Regions from separate parts of the Pan troglodytes genome. Here regions 1 and 3 are each linked to region 2. The links are chromatin contacts, called in public Hi-C and HiChIP or PLAC-seq maps. All regions are on one chromosome and are shown on one strand. Each heading gives the region's core, a stretch centred on a gene start, on an enhancer-like site or on the middle of the called end of the contact. The rest is flanking DNA. Distances are from core to core; before and after follow the strand shown.

Region 1 (3,147 bases), core at 105-2,604, 800 kb after region 2:
TAGACTCAATAGAGCAAAACTGAAAACAACAAATTATTCTCCCCCTTCCAGCTTTCTATATGCATTTATTTAATGTAAGCATGCTTGATGAATGCCACAAAACAGGTAAGGCCTGGTGTTCCTGGAGTCTGATAGTCACTTCTGGTGACTGGGGCAGCTGGATCTTGGACTCAGAGGGGCCCTGGACCCTAAGCTTGTTCATGGCACCTCTGTCTTGTGTCTCTGGAGCTGTTTGGTAAAACAAGCATTTGAATGTCCAGACTCATGCGGTGCCTTTCACCAGGGAGTGTTAGAACCCTTTGCAAATCTAAGCTCGCTCATCTGCAGCACATGGTATGTTCAGCTGGGGAGGGCTCGGCCCATTTCTGCCAGAAGGGCAGGGCTGAGTGTGTCTCCAGGAGCCCCCACCTCAGACCGGATGCCCAGACCCCAAATAAATCACCCAAGTAATCTAAGCTAACGAGTGTCTTGGGGGTTGGCTCCATTATCCACATAGCAGCCTAAATCTCCTCCTCTCCTTCTCTTGGGGCCACAGTCCATAAATCTGAATGGCTTAAGAAGAGAAGGGGCCTCAGCTCTCCACAATTCCATCCAGCAAAAACTGGACCTCAGGCTCATGGTTTCACAGCCGGAGCCCCCTCAGCTACCATGCCAGGTAGCAGAAGCCATGGCAGGCCACCAAGCCTGCCACCAGCAATGGACCAAAGGGATGAATTTGTCAGACAAGGGAAAATATTTCAAAGGAATATTCACTGCAACAAGAAACAGATGCCTCAAAATCTAGGTAAACACTCAAGGCATCTTCCGAAGCCCTCCGGTTTGGATTGGACTTGGTCAAGGAGGGGCCCAGATCACAAGAACCCACTTCCTGGGGACTAAAACTTGGCATTTATAGATGCACCAAGACTCCTCTAACACGGCTACTGATTGTTGCACAGTCGAGATCTAGGGCAGACCACTGTGGCTAAAATGGGACTGCCAGGGGTCTGCAGGCACTTCCCAGCAGCACCTGTGGCTCTGGGGACCAAACCCACAGACCGGAAACTCTCTCAGGACACTCTGGGTCTGGAACGCACTTGCTCTTTGAGAATTCGACTTTTTAATATCTTACTCTTCTAAAAAAGCTGTCTCTCTTCTAGACTGCTGGGGTTCACAGTGAACATGAGTGATCATAATGCGTCAGTAGATGGAAAATCAGATTATGGGATGCAGAGGTCTTAGAGATGAGAGGCAACAGAATGGAAGGAGTATTTATGGAAGCGAAGATTTTGCTCAAGACAGATGCAGCCGAGCAGGCCTTGGGAGCAGAGAGATCACGGCAGGGGCACATAGCTTCATTTAATGACAAAAGAAACCACCTTAAGAAAAACATAACCTTTGTATCACAGATGACATTTCACTACAGGGAACGAGTAATGTAAAACATGTTATCTGCTCATCACAGAAACTTCTTTCCTCACCTAAGAGCTGAGAGCATTGTTTGTGGTCTCTAAAACGCTTCTGATCAAATCAAGGCCCCCCAGTGAATAAACAGGATCTAGGCACCTACTTGGTCGCTGCTGCCTGCCTCTGACATGTGAACGAGACTTTCTGTGAACAGGGCTTTTGCCTTGAACAGCCTCAGTGATCTCCACCTGAAAATTCAACACTTAACTTCAGAAGAAGATTCGCCTTTATTCCATTCCACTTATGCTGCAGTTGGGAGAGCCTCCACCCCAGCCCAGGGCCTAGGGGAAGAAAGGGGCTCCCAAAGGGCTGGTGGCTGCGGCCAGGTTCCCAAGAAATGACAGCAAACAGCCAAATCACAGCCTGAACTCACTTTGCAAAGGACTCGCCACCTTCTCTGCTTCTGCCCAGGTTGGGGGGAACGGGGGAGCTGTTCTACAGAGTCTGTCTCTACCACCCCTTCCTCCAGGTGGAAGGAAGCCCCCCACTCCCGTTTGCTGTGAAACACTGATTTGAATACCCCATTTCCTTCTCTAGGCCAGTGCAGGCAAATGGAGCAAACCAGGCTGAATTCCCCGTCCCAGGCAACAGGGTTCTATCCTGCTCTGAGATAGAAAAGTTTCCTGTCGTGGGGTCAGGCCTACTGTCATGAAGAAAAGCTATTACTTTCAAGAATAAAACATTCTTAAAAACCACTCATCTGATATAAAAGATTCTCTGCTCTTCCCCTTCCCACACATACTTAGCCACTGGGAATGGAAACATTTTAGTAAAAGCCTTTGGGAAAATCTGGATGATTGCAGAGGATGAAGAACTTTAAAATTTCTGAGTTTGTCAGACACAGTAACATATTTCAAAGGAGCACTCACTTCAACAGAAAATAATACCTGTCACCCAGCATGTAAAAGAAATCCCTGAAATCAAAAAGGTAGCATTGATTGAGTCCCACTGAATCACACAGTGTTACTATTTTCATGGTAATTTGGAAAATAATGAGTTTGATTTTTGAAAGCAGATATAAGATACTTTAAAACCATATCGTGAATATCAAAAATGAATCTGTAAGTTAATGCAATGTCATACAAGACTTGAAAACATGTTTAAATACGTAGTTCAAAATTATATCTACTCTATTGATTACAATTGCAATACAACACAACCTCATATTAAAAAACAAATAGGGCCTGGCACAGTAGCTCACACCTGTAATCCCAGCACTTTGGGAGGCCAAGGCAGGCAGATATTGTGCCTAGGAGAACAGCCTGGGCAATATGGTGAAACCCGGTCTCCACCAAAAAATACAAAAATTAGCCAGGTGCGGTGGTGCACTCCCGTAGTCCCAGCTACTTGGGAGGCTGAGGTGGAAAGATTGCTTGAGCCTGAGAGTCAAGGTGGCAATGAGCTGTGTTTGTGCCACTGCACTACAGCATGGGTGACAGAGCGAGACCCTGTCTCAAAAAAAAAGAAAAAAAATGAAAGAAAAGAAAAAGCTGCAGGTTCCCCATGCAATGAAAGTGATATTCTTGTGTTTAGATATATTTTTGCTACTTATTAAATACAAATGTTACAGGCGATGTGGAGAAGCGGGTGGGGGGATGATTCTCCCCAGGGCACACCCGGGAGAGGAGGCTGTATGGCCCTGCCTCCAGGAGAAATTTCTCCAGCAACCAGTTCATCCTGCAGCTGCACGACAGTGATGCG
Region 2 (3,153 bases), core at 155-2,654:
AAAAAATGTGTGTTTTGTGGGAAATGGAGTGAAAAGCAAGGAGGACTCCTGCTCTCATAAACCCAGGTGCCTACATCCGAACAAACCCTCACATAGAGTAGCAAGCTTAGAAAACTGCCTCTGGCTTTTACTCCAGGTTCCAGTTTGTGTGTGGAGAAATCGAATATGTATTCATATTTTCCTCTCTCCTGCAAGTACAGTTCCATTAGCATAAGGATTCCTTTGAATTATTTTCTCTGTTTGACATTTAAATTAGTGACTGTTGGAAGAAATAAGAATAATCATTGAAATTAGCTTAGGAAATCTGTGAGTGCCCCACCTCACCCTCCAAACACACATACACTCTTGTTTTCTCATTCCAAGATTAAGAAGTTATGCAACCTGACAATGCACTTTTCTCTGACAAGTCTTGACATCACCACTGTTATTTTCTTTTTCACTTTTTTCCTCCAGCACCTGTTAGAAACAAGAGTAGGGTGATCTTCATGTGAATTTGTTCTTTCCTTATTCTTTTAGCAAAAGGTAGGGATAAAAGTCTGCAATGGACAGAGATGCTTTAAAATATGCTTGAAATTTTATATTTAAAATAAACCACCTGAAAGTATTTTTAGATTGAAGACCATACACAAAATAAAGGTGTTTTTGCAGTTACTAGACTGGGTTCTTAAAACTTTAATCAATCTATACTCATAATAATATCCTTCAATTTCTTTTTTAGCATTATACAGGAACCTGGCAGATACTGAGATGGATTTTAATGGCTTTATACTGATGAAAATAGCACCACATAAAAGCAGGGGAATATTAGAAATAAAAATAATTGTCTCTAAAGACCCATACACCCTTTTTCCCATAAAAAAAAGATGCACTGTAATACATGAAAAGATAAGATCTCTTGTCAAAAGTGTGAGAGAATGTCCGGTGGTTCCAAATGACAGTTTACCTCTTGCCCCCCTTCTCTGCCAGAGTTCCTTTTTATCTTTGCAGTCCTCCAGTTCTTCCGATCAGCCTGCCTTTAGAGGGCTACAAAGCATTTCTTTCAAGCCACCATAGCTAACACGGTGACATGAGTACTTAATTTGCACGCGGCCGCGCTGCCCCTGGCTTCGCGGAAGCCCTGAGTAGCGCAGCGCCCTCGCCGCACGCAAGGCTGCAGTCCCGCTCCAGGCCAGAGTCCCAGGAGAGCGTCCTCCGCGCTCACAGGCGCCTTTGTCTTCCCGCTTCCCCCTTCCTTTTTCAAAAGCCAAGAGGTAATTATTTGGTCTTTGTGCAAGGCAAACCTCTCCAGATGCCACTTCCAAATATAGGCTCTCATTAACACCAGAGGCTGGCCTGGTGTGGTGCAGGGCGGCCCTTCCTTCCCCTGGCGGACACTGTGTCCCCGCGCGCTGGCGCTGCACCACATCTGGAAGCCAGGCGGGCAGGGCAGAGACCCCGGCTCCTGCGCCCCTCCTAGCTCCCAGAGAGCGTGGATCGCGGGCGGGGCTCACCGAGCGAGGTTACCTCTCTTGAAAATACTTAAACACTTTTTTTCCTCTCCACTGAAATCTCAAAAAACAGTCCATTTTGAACCAGAATAATTTAGTCTGACAACAGATTCTTCCTCTGTTCACAGCTGTCCCAGAGGGAGGAGCTGAAATCTGAACCTCTCAGCTGTGATTGGATCTTTCTTGCAAAAGAGAGGAAAAAAAAAAAACCCTCCCAGCCAAAACGGGCTCAGTTCGTAAAGGAGCCCGGCGACTTCAGAGGCGCCGGCCCGTCCGTCTGCCGCACCTGAGCACGGCCCCTGCCCGAGCCTGGCCTGCCGCGATGCTGTAGGGACCGCCGTGTCCTCCCGCCGGACCGTTATCCGCGCCGGGCGCCCGCCAGACCCGCTGGCAAGATGCCGCGCTCCTTCCTGGTCAAGAAGCATTTCAACGCCTCCAAAAAGCCAAACTACAGCGAACTGGACACACATACAGGTAAAAAGAGAAAAATATATCTAGAACTACGTATCTAGAGCTTTGCAAATATGAATCTACGTATTACTCTTCAAATACCATTACAAAAGAGCCAAAGATTCAACTGTTTTCCTTTTAAACAGTGTCCTGAAAGGGAGCTTACATTCTTTTGATCATTTAGGGTTCGTTTTAATTCAAAACTTTTAAAATTCTTGACTAACAAGGAACATTTCATTCAAATCTCGCAGCTTCGTTTGCTAAAGCCTGTGTATACATGCATAATGAGTATGTGAAAGATGAGCAACATAAGGATTGAATTACTGCGTTTTTCGTGCACTAAGTCTCCTTTCCTTTAGAAGGCGGCTTGATGCAGGCATATCTTTGTACTCACGGTCGTAATACACCTAAATAGCCCATACGTAACATGGAAAACAACTTTTCTGTATGTTTAAAAATAATGTTGAGGCTCTCCTTCCTCAGTGGCGACGGCGAAGGCACTGGCTTGGCTGCACTGTCTGACTTCAGAGCACCTATAGCTCCGTGCAGCTGTCAGCCTATGTGTGCATTAAGTACAGTAACTCCGTAGGCGCCAGGGTGGAAATGAAACATTTTACCAGTGTGTATGCCCTCCTAAATGGGTCTATCTTCTTCCTAAGAAAATCACGTGTGTGTTGCTAAATATCTTTCCAGTGTGTGTATGCTTGCGTGTGGATTTATTTTTAATTATTTTTGCCTTAATCTTCTCTCCCTCCCTTTTCTTTCCCAGTGATTATTTCCCCGTATCTCTATGAGAGTTACTCCATGCCTGTCATACCACAACCAGAGATCCTCAGCTCAGGAGCATACAGCCCCATCACTGTGTGGACTACCGCAGCTCCATTCCACGCCCAGCTACCCAATGGCCTCTCTCCTCTTTCCGGATACTCCTCATCTTTGGGGCGAGTGAGTCCCCCTCCTCCATCTGACACCTCCTCCAAGGACCACAGTGGCTCAGAAAGCCCCATTAGTGATGAAGAGGAAAGACTACAGTCCAAGCTTTCAGACCCCCATGCCATTGAAGCTGAAAAGTTTCAGTGCAATTTATGCAATAAGACCTATTCAACTTTTTCTGGGCTGGCCAAACATAAGCAGCTGCACTGCGATGCCCAGTCTAGAAAATCTTTCAGCTGTAAATACTGTGACAAGGAATATGTGAGCCTGGGCGCCCTGAAGA
Region 3 (3,062 bases), core at 26-2,525, 960 kb after region 2:
CTTTTCCTTGGGGCATTATGACTCACCACTGAACCAAACCAAACAGAGGCAAATGGCAATCGAATTAAGCACCACCCAGGCCACAGCAGGCCTGCTGTGGGTGTCTGTGCGCACCAAGCGGCAGCGCCCAGCCCGAGGCTGAGCGCCCGGGTCCCGCGCACCCACCCAGCGCTGCCAGCTGCGGCAAGAGAGGGCAGACGGGGCGGCGCCGGGGGCTGTAGTGGGCCCGGCTCGGGGGACTCACGCGTCTGGGCGGGGGTGGCCCTTCCACGCCGGCTGCCGCGGCGGCTCGGGGTCGACGCCGGGGACGACATAGTGCTCGGAGTACCTGCGCGACAAGGACAAGCTCGGGCCGGGCCCGCCTCCCGGCTTCCCTGCCCTGCTCCGCAGCGCGGACGTTCCCGTCGGCTCCGCGCCACGCCCTCCCCGCCGGCGCGCGGTTACCGTGGAAAGGCGGCCGCTTGCCGACAACGCTCGCGGACTCCGGGTCCACCTGGCGAGTAGCGCTCCCAAACCGCGAGACCCAGAGTTCCCGCCGGCGGCAAGGTCGTCTCCGCCCCTGGCGGGGCCTCACCAATCACAGCGGCGCTCGTACGTGGCTCCGCCTCCGGGAGGCGCCACTGCGCACCGGCAGGGGGGGACAGTGCCGCTTCTTCCAGCGCCCGTGCGTAAACCAGAAGTAGGCCTCGCTCGGCCCCCCTTGGTCCAGATGGTCTGACCCCCTGCGCGGCAGCGTTTTCGCGGGAAAACTGGGTCCGACAGCACCAGCTCTCGGGGTGTGTTCCTCTAGCGTTGGCTAAGGAGTGTATGCTTCTTTATCCCTTAGGCGTTTTTGGTTAATAAGGACATTACAGATGCATTTGTCACTTAAAGATTTTTTTATTAAAAAAAATTAAGGACGGGAGGTGGTGGGGATGGTCTCATTATGTTGCCCAGACTGGTCTCGAACTCCTGCGATCCCCCCTCCTCAGCTTCCTAAAGTGTTGGGACTGCAGACGGGCATCACCGCCCCCGACCGCGTTTGTCGTTTTTTATCGAGGAACAAACTTGGAACTCTTGACCTACGCCCCTCGCTTGTTTTACCTGCCTCTGGTATTTATTTAGCCAAGTCCAACACCAAGTAGCCACCAAAACTACTTCCGCAGGTCAGACGTTTTTCCTTAGGTTTCCATGTTGATTCGGGCCCAAGAGGCGCGCTTACAGGCCAAGCCTTCCCGCAGGGGTCCCCGGGAAAGTTCCTGCCGCCGCGCCCCGCAGCCCCGCCTCCGCGCGTAGGGGCATTTCCGGGTCCGGGCCGAGCGGGCGCACGCGCGGGAGCGGGACTCGGCGGCATGGCGGGCTCCGGAGCCGGTGTGCGTTGCTCCCTGCTGCGGCTGCAGGAGACCTTGTCCGCCGCGGACCGCTGCGGTGCAGCCCTGGCCGGTCATCAACTGATCCGCGGCCTGGGGCAGGAATGCGTCCTGAGCAGCAGCCCCGCGGTGCTGGGTGGGTACCGGCCCGAGCTGGGCCGCGGGTGGGTCCTGGCTTCCCGAGTCGTTCTGGAGCCGGGCAGCCCGGCGCTTCTCTGTGTTTAGATGACGGTATTTTGAAGTACAGCAATTAGATTCTTGGGGGAATTTCTGTGCATGTGTATAAAGGGATTTGTCATACTGCTTTTACCCCCTAGTATTAGAGGAAAGATATTTTAAAGCCAAAGTTGGTGAAAACGACCCCTAATATGGCAATCATTGCTGTGCAGAGTGGGGGGCAGGGCAAGAGAAATAATTTTTTTTTTTTTTTTGAGACGGAGTCTCGCTCTGTCGCCCAGGCTGGAGTGAAGTGGCGCGATCTCGGCTCACTGCAACCTCCGCCTCCCGGGTTCAAGCTATTCTCCTGCCTCAGCCCCCCGAGTAGCTGGGATTACAGGCGCGCGCCACCACGCCCGGCTAATTTTTTTGGATTTTTAGTAGAGATGGGGTTTCACCATGTTGGTCAGGCTGGTCTCGAACTCCTGACCTCGTGATCCCCCCTCCTCGGCCTCCCAAAGTGCTGGGATTACAGACGTGAGCCACCGGGCCCGGCCAAGAGAAAGTATTTTCTTTCACCTGAATCTCGCCTAATCCCACCAGTACCTTTTCCAAACCCCTCTATTTGCCGTTCCTACTTTGAGAAAAATTGAAGAAATGTAATTGAAGTCATGTTCTTTTAACTCTTTAGCAATGCCTGGGTGGGAACTTTTTCCCCTTTGTAGTAAAAGTGCCTCTTTTTAGCATTTTAAATATTCAAATACTTAAATTATGTGGATCTCCTGTATTCCTTCTTTAAAACACGAGTATGCAGACCTTGATGTTGTGCCCTATTAAAAGGTGAGATTTTCTTCCGGAGGGTCTAGTAGTGAATATGGTGTAGGAATAACTTAAACAGTTTAAACTAGATGCTATATGTGGCACGGTGCGGTGGCTCATGCCTGTAATCCCAGCACTTTGGGAGGCTGTGGCAGGTGGATCACCTGAGGTCAGGAGATGGAGACCAACCTGACCAGTATGGTGAAACCTTGTCTCTACTAAAAATACAAAAATTAACTGGGCATGGTGGCGAGCGCCTGTAGTCCCAGCTATTCGGGAGGCTGAGACAGGAGAATGTCTTGAACCCAGGAGAAGGAGATTGCAGTGAGCCGAGATTGTGCCACTGCACTCCAGCCTGGGCAACAGAGCAAGACTCCGTCTCAAAAAAAAAAAAAAAGATGCTATATACACGTATCCTATATGTACTCTATCTGTCGTCAAGAATATATTAACAATGGGGAAATATCAAACAAAAAACTAACATTGCGTGATTACTTTCTCTTCTCAGGGTTTCAAATTTAGAATTCATTTTTGTTCGTTTAGTAACTTGTTTCTAAAGCACTTCCAAGTTTACCTTCCATTTATGCCATATCTCCTTTCACTTGAGAGATTCCAGGGGAAGTGTATTAGTTCCTTATTGCTGCTGTAACAATTACCACAAGCTTAGTGGTTTAAAACAGCACAGGTCTGTTACTCTTACAGTTCCCACTGTAAGGGGGATTCTGTGAGTCAGAATCC

What was found. Hi-C and Micro-C count contacts between places; a contact is called where the count stands out from the background. HiChIP or PLAC-seq counts read pairs in DNA pulled down with a chosen protein or histone mark.
Region 1: a contact with region 2 is called in a Hi-C map of induced pluripotent stem cells, with 1.7 times the contacts expected there. The contact joins the enhancer-like site here to the promoter of SNAI2 in region 2. A contact is called at or near these places in 2 of 7 Hi-C or Micro-C datasets (blood and induced pluripotent stem cells) and 1 of 1 datasets of contacts at active chromatin or transcription factors (stem cell-derived excitatory neurons).
Region 3: an H3K4me3 HiChIP or PLAC-seq map of stem cell-derived excitatory neurons shows a contact between it and region 2, with 6 times the contacts expected there. The contact joins the promoter of PRKDC here to the promoter of SNAI2 in region 2. A contact is called at or near these places in 1 of 7 Hi-C or Micro-C datasets (stem cell-derived neural progenitor cells) and 1 of 1 datasets of contacts at active chromatin or transcription factors (stem cell-derived excitatory neurons).

Annotation. Positions count from the first base shown.
Region 1 is chr7:56,669,223-56,672,369 of NHGRI_mPanTro3-v2.0_pri, reverse strand. No RefSeq gene overlaps it. Among named protein-coding and RNA genes, the nearest start is that of UBE2V2, 120 kb to the right of the region's middle. Within about 2 kb of position 1,354, at least 1 of the 24 cell types and tissues checked has an H3K27ac peak or open chromatin away from gene starts, as enhancers often do. A contact at or near this core is called in induced pluripotent stem cells, where this site is marked.
Region 2 is chr7:57,468,761-57,471,913 of NHGRI_mPanTro3-v2.0_pri, reverse strand. It overlaps SNAI2 (snail family transcriptional repressor 2), which reads left to right and starts at 1,404. Exons shown (of 3, transcript XM_016959457.3): 1 at 1,404-1,961; 2 at 2,707-3,153. The coding sequence starts at 1,883.
Region 3 is chr7:56,504,844-56,507,905 of NHGRI_mPanTro3-v2.0_pri, reverse strand. PRKDC (protein kinase, DNA-activated, catalytic subunit) reads left to right here and starts at 1,275. Exons shown (of 85, transcript XM_519750.9): 1 at 1,275-1,485. The coding sequence starts at 1,332. MCM4 (minichromosome maintenance complex component 4) reads right to left here and starts at 1,255. Exons shown (of 17, transcript XM_528129.9): 1 at 445-1,255; 2 at 245-328. The coding sequence starts at 314.